Regions from separate parts of the Sus scrofa genome. Here region 2 is linked to region 1. Evidence: chromatin contacts called from public HiChIP or PLAC-seq data. All regions are on one chromosome and are shown on one strand. The core of a region is the stretch at or near the end of the contact, and the rest is flanking DNA. Distances in the headings are between cores, read along the strand shown. Region 1 holds the start of PDXP (pyridoxal phosphate phosphatase). Region 2 holds the start of GGA1 (ADP-ribosylation factor-binding protein GGA1).

Region 1 (3,198 bases), core at 326-2,825:
GCCTCAGTTTGTTTAACTAAAAAATGGGACAATAACTTCCATCTCCAGAGTAATTTTGAAACTAAATAACAGATACCAAGGCGCTTCACACAACTCTGTAACATGAGAAGGCTCCTGATAAAATTGGCATCATCTGAGCACCTACTATGTAACAGACATTCCCCTGATCACTCTCTCCATGAAACTGCCATGTTTAGTATTCCCACTTTACACCCAGTGTAGAGATGCTCCAAGGTTACATAACTCAAAAAGATTACAGAGCCTTGGAGCTGGAAGTGGAACTCAGGTCAAACTCCATCCACCTCGGGCTCCCCACCCACCTGCCTTCAACCTGCCCCTGGAAACGTGTTCCAACAGTCCAGTTCTTCCACACCTTATCCCCAACTCTCCGACCTCACCCCGACGACGAGTGGGGCAAAATGAGCCCCTGAAGATGGTTCAAGAAGGCTTGGGTTCCTAATCCAGGGAGTCGGAGCCCTGGATTCTGTCTGCAGCTCCCTGATCCACAGTGGGCCTCGGTTTCCTCATTTGTCAAAGGGAGACCCCAGGGCTGCCCTTCACAGGCTGCAAGAATCACCAGATGTGGACATGAAAGCATCCTGGGGGACATCCTCACATCCCTCCCGCTCGCCACCTGTCACCTGGGGCCGCCCTTCCCCTCCGCTCACCCCTAGGCCTAGAGGTGAAACCGCAGGCCGCGCCCCAGCTCAGTTTCCCTGCCAGACCCGCGCTCACCTGGGGTCCGGCTGCCATCGCTGAGCGGGTGCCACGGGTCGCGGTCGGTGGCCACCAGCAGGCAGTCGGGGTCGCGCAGGTGCGCGCAGGCCTCGCTCAGCTTGGCGAAGGAGAAGTGCTCGTCGTAGCCCACCAGCACGGCGCGCACGCGCGGGGCCGCGCCCGGGTCCTCGCCGGGGTCCCCCGCCAGGCGCAGCCCCGCGGCGCGCAGCTCGGCCCGCAGCCCCTCGCCGCCCAGCACGAATACCGCGCCCTGCGTGTCCGGAGGCCCGAGCAGGCGCTGGCGCAGCAAGCGCGCGGCGCACAGTGCGGAGCTGAAGAGCTGCTCGGCGCGCAGCCCCCTGAAGCCGAGGCGCGCGAAGCGGAGGGCCAGCTCGGGCCGCGCGCGCCGGCTGTTATTGCTCACGAAGAACGCCTCCTTGCCAGCCCGCGCCAGGCGCTCCAGCAGCTCCGGGGCGCCCGGCACAGCGCGCTCGCCGTTCCACAGCACCCCGTCGCAGTCGAACAGGACCCCCTGCGCCCGGCCCAGCACGTCGCGCAGGGCCGCGCCGCGAAGCCGCTCGCAGCGCGCCATGCAGCCGGGTGGCTGCCCGCACGCCCGCGCCGCGCCGCTCTCTTTCCACGGGCACGGCGCGCTCGCCTCGCAGCCAACCAGTCCCCGCCACCTGCCAATCGGCGCGCTGGAAGAGCCAGGGGGCGGGGTCACCGAGGGCGAGTCTCGGGAGCAGAGGGACTGCGAGCTAACCCAGCCGAAGAAAAGAGCGGAATTACGGCCGCCACCGAGGCAAGAGGACTAATAAAGGCCTAGCCTGCTCTTTCGTCCCTCCCCTTGCTCCGTTGGGCGAGCAGCCGTGGAGCTTCTGCCCAACAGGAGGGTGGGAAGCTCAGAGACTGACACTCCTTTTGCCCAATAAGAAGTTAGGACTAGAAACTAGCCCGCCGCGTTTGCCCAGCCAATCAGAAGCTTAAGACAGCTGGTTGCTAGGAGGAAAATAGATGCTAAAGATGTTATCTTTGGGTCAAATCTCATTGCCCTCTGACCCGTGGACGCTCTAGTTCCGAGCGAAGTCCTGAGAAGCGGGTAGGTGTGCTGGGGAGAGTGGCACATGGTGTCCTCTCGGACGCTGGAGCCCTTGGCCTAGACCAGTGGCTTTCCACCCTGGCCGAAGAGTCCCCTGGAGAATGGAATTTTTTTTTTTTTTTTTGAGATATAATTTCCGCCCAGCAAGATGCGTAGGTCTTAACTGTGCAGTTCGATGACTTTTGACAAACGTTTTAAAAAATACCAATGTGTGGCAGGACCTCAGAATTGTTAGCTTAATTGCTTTGGATGAGGCCCAGCTTTAAAAAAAAAAAAATTAACGAAAAAATTACTCAGGGATTCTGTCGTGAGGCCAGAGAGGCACTGGGCTAGAGGCAGCCGGTCACCGGTGGACCCTGGAGAGGGGAGACAGAGCAGCAGTGGCCAGTTGCCCAGGGCGGAGATAGGACCTGGCTGCCTAGGTCCTTACTAGGGGAGGGATGTGTCACACAATTCTGAGATTGTCTGCCAACCTCTGAGAGGGCTCTGAAGACCTGTCTGACCCTCAGGAGCAAATGAAGCTTCAAAGACCTGGGAAAAGCCACATCCTGTCACTCAGGCTCTGAGGCTGACAGTTCTTGCTCCCCAGCGCCCTGGACTTTTGCTCCTGGCCTTTGCATAGCTGGTCTCCTCAGCTCAGAATATTCTTCCTTCTTTTCTTTTTTTACCTGGCCAGCTCCTGAAAGACTCCCCCCCCTCAATATCACCTTCTCCTGGAAGCCCTCTTTTTTCCTTTTTCTTTCCCCCCCGTTTTTGGCTACCTGGTGGCATATGGAATTCCTGGGCCCGGGGATCAGATTTGAGCCATAGTTGCAACTTAAGCCACCACTGCAGCAATGCCAGATCCTTAACCCGCAGTGCCGGCCCAGGGATTGAACCTGTGTCCTATTGCTCCCAAGACGCCTTTATCCTATTGCACCACAGTGGGAACTCCCAGGAAGCCTTCTTGACATCCACCTTACACACACACACACACACACACACACACACACACTTGCATATACATACATACCATTTAACCCATGCCAGTCTGGGTTAAATGGCTTGCCCCTAAGTGGGCTAACATGGGCTCCCAGTGCCACAACCCTTGACTCTAATTATATTGTTAGTTCTCCCGTGCATTTCCAGAAGTTCGCAGCATGTAGGGCTGAGCTGGGACCTAATTCAGAGTGGAGCACAGAGCAGCTTTAGGGAATGTTTGAGGACAGATCCATCCCTGATCCACCGAGAGCTTTCCTTGCCTTCTCTGGGAACAGGGAACCCCTCAGGTTGGGGTAAAGACCATCAGCAGAAGCTGTCACTTAGAGGGCACTTCCGTGTGTAAGGGCCGTGCTTTGGTCTCTGCAAGAGTGTCTCATTTAATCCTCAAAACAGCACTTCCA
Region 2 (3,198 bases), core at 380-2,879, 44 kb after region 1:
TCCCCCCCAGTTATTGCTGTGACCTGGACACTTGTGGCGTTCCAGAACAGTCTCGATGGCCGCTGAGTGCTTCCTTTCCAGGCCCTCCCCCTCCGCTGGAGACAGTGTGATTCTGGGACCAACCTCAGAACTCAACTCTGCACAAGACTGGCTTCAAAGGGGCTGATCATAGCCCCCCAACACCCTGGGCAGCTCCCTGGTGTGCCTGAGGCCAGGAGGCTGAACTGAAGGTAGACCTGAGCAGAGGCTGCCCCGAGGTCCTGTGGCAGATGTGGGCCCAACAGGAAGAAAGACTTGAGAGGGAGCTGTCACCAGCCCGGGGAGAAGCAAGCCATGCTTTGAGGGGTTGTGAGAGCTGAAAAGCTTCTGTAGTGTGGGATAGGGAGGTCAGGTGGACCGTGTAGCGGCTGATACTCTGAAAGCCAGGTATTAGGAAGAGACACAGGAGGGGATGCAGAGGCATTTGGAGGAAGCCAGGAGAGGGCTGGGAAAGGAGTCTGGTGAGGGTGCAGAAGCCAAGGGGCTGGGTTGAGGGCAGGGATAGAGACCTTGAAATTACTTCTGGAGTCTGAGACCGGACTCAAACCTGTAGGGTTTAGGGGTTTCTCACTATGTGGCCAGAACTCGGGGGCTCTCATGGGTTAGTGGACCCTCCCTTCCTGGGTGGGGGAACGAGCAAATCTGAGCGGAGATGCAAGCTCAAGGAATGGATAGGAGCGAGTCACGCATGCAGCGTCAGAAAGCGGAGGATTCGGGGTTCCAGGGGAGCAGGATCCCTCCCTCTTGGGTCTGAGGTTCAGCCCCAGGGGCTGCTCGCTTGCTACCATCCCGGGCTCCTTGGAAAGACTAGGGCGTCCGTTCCGCGTTGAAGTCTGGGCCCGAGGGGGTTGGAGGCTGCTTTCTCCATCCCGGAGGTTCTGGGCACAGAGAGGGGCGCAGCTCACTCCTCCCTGGGGGTCGCTGCCCTCGGATCGGAAGGGTAGGCGGCGCCCGCTCGCGTCGCCAGTCCGCGCACCTGCTGGGGTCTCTATTCAACCCAGAGTCTGAGGTACCGGCTTGGGACACCGTCCCTCCCCGGGCCGGGGGCGGGGCGTGAGGAGGGGGCGCCCCGTACCCCGCCTCCGTCGGGAAGGGGCCCGCCTAGTGCCCCTGGTTCCGGTTCCGGTCCGGCCCGCGCCCCTCCCGGACACTCACTGATTCGCGCCTCCAGAGTCTCCGGCTCCATCGCGGGCTCCATCCGCCACGGGCCCCCAGCCTCGGCACCGCCCCCCGCCCCCCGCCGCTCTCGCGGGACCTCCTCGGCACCGCCCTCGGCCGATTAAAGGGGCAACGTCCGTCCCAACGCGCGAGAGCGGAGCGTGAGAGCATTCAGCACCATAGAGACGAGAACTACTCGCCTAGAGCGTCACTTGCTCGCCCAACCCCTCCCCTAAGCGGCGACTGCGGGGGGAGGAACGGGTTGCCGGCCTCCTCGTCCACAGCGCTCAGGCCGGAGAGGAAGCAGAAGGACTCGGGGCTGAGAGCTGCACCATGGAAACCCCGCGGGACGCTCTAATTCGTTTCGCGTCACGAAAACGCTTGTGACCGCTTCCGGCCGAACGTTCCACCGCCATCTTTTTGAGGGGCTCTTAGGTCACTTCCGGAATCCTGAGCGGGTATTTCCGCTTAGATGTAAACATGGCGGGGCCTTAAAAGGGCAACGACTTACTTGGGCCGTTAAAGTTTATTGAGTGTTTACAGTTGTCCAAGCATCGTTTTAAGCACTTTTTTTTTCCCCCTTGGCTGCGTCCAAAGCATGTGGAAATTCCCAGGCTAGGTATTGAACCTGCGCCACAGCAGTGACAACAGGGGATCCTTAGCCGGCTAAGCCACCAGGGAACTCCTTTGAGAACTTTTACACATTTTTCTATTTACTCCTCACAACAAACCAATGAACCGGATCGTTTGAGGTCACACAAGTGGCAAAGCCCGAACCCCGTGCTATCTCCTGCATTCATTCTGAGATCATTTCATGCACCCCGCAGTTTCCAGGCCCCGGGGCACGTCACGAGCTCACCTGGGTCCGTTTCCTTCTGTCGCCCCCTGGCGGCCTTCCGGGGAACTGACCCGTGGTGTGCTCGGGAGCCTCCCTGTCTCCTGGAGGGTTAAAGGGAATCTGGCGAATCCGGTTCTGCTCAGCCGTTGCCTTCGCAAGCGACCTCGATTCACCTTGCAGAACCGAGGTGACCTCATCAGGGAGTTTGAGAGGCATGTGCTTGGGTCAGTTTTTCCCCTAAACTCAACTATTCAGCAAACCGAGATGCTTTTCTCAACTCTCCCCCACAAACCATTAAAATTATACAGGAAAGTGATATGTATGTTTATTGCATTCCTCAATAAAAGCTGTAACATAATATGTACTTAGAGCTCTTTTCGTTTGTTTCTTTTATTACTGTGACATGAATTGTTACAGAAATAATACATTTACCGCACTGATTTAGGGGCACATGCAGTCTGTCCAGGGTCACGTTTTAAAGAGAGCAGAGATTTGACCAGGGTTCAAATTCTGACCTCGCTGCTTTCCAAACTGCCCTAGGACAAGTCACTTAGCCTCCTTGGATCTCAAGACTTCCCATCTGAATCATTCTTGTTAGAATTCAGTGAACCAGTGTTTGCTAAGTGAATCCCCCCAACACAGGCTCCCCACTCACTGTCTCGGCTGAACTTTTCTCCTTAGCACCTGTCTCCACTGATTACTTCTTTTCTTCATCGTGTCTTTTGTCTCTTGCCCCCACTGGAAGGTAAGCTCTGTGAGGACGAGGAATTTCATCTATTTGGTTCATCGATGTATCCTCAAGGCTTGAAAGAATAACTGGCACATAAGTGTTCAATCAACACGCATTGAGGTGTTTCCTGGCGGCTCAGTGGGTTAAGGATTCGGGGTTGTCACTGTTTTGGCTCCGGTTGCAGCTGTGGCGCAGGTTGGCTCCCTGGCCCAGGAACTACAGCATGCCATGGGTGCGGCCAAAAAAAAAAAAAAAAAAAAATCATGCATTGAATGCATGAATGAGTTGAAACTATTATTCATAAGCTTTACCGGCAGAGGGATGCAGGAATGTGCCCACTGTTGCACAGCAAACGGGGAGCGGGGGAGCCAGGTCATACATTTGATGACAGCTCTAGGCTTGCCTCATTGAGTCCTGAAGAGCAGGGTTGGTG

Evidence for each region. HiChIP or PLAC-seq counts read pairs in DNA pulled down with a chosen protein or histone mark.
Region 2: a contact with region 1 is called in an H3K27ac HiChIP or PLAC-seq map of alveolar macrophages. The contact joins the promoter of GGA1 here to the promoter of PDXP in region 1. A contact is called at or near these places in 3 of 5 promoter capture datasets (fetal skeletal muscle, liver and skeletal muscle), 11 of 47 Hi-C or Micro-C datasets (adipose tissue, alveolar macrophages, blood and 7 more) and 2 of 2 datasets of contacts at active chromatin or transcription factors (alveolar macrophages and skeletal muscle).

What each region holds. Positions count from the first base shown.
Region 1 is chr5:10,168,151-10,171,348 of Sscrofa11.1, forward strand. PDXP (pyridoxal phosphate phosphatase) reads right to left here and starts at 1,576. Exons shown (of 2, transcript XM_021091503.1): 1 at 736-1,576. The coding sequence starts at 1,309.
Region 2 is chr5:10,212,201-10,215,398 of Sscrofa11.1, forward strand. GGA1 (ADP-ribosylation factor-binding protein GGA1) reads right to left here and starts at 1,630. Exons shown (of 19, transcript XM_021091505.1): 1 at 1,195-1,630. The coding sequence starts at 1,237.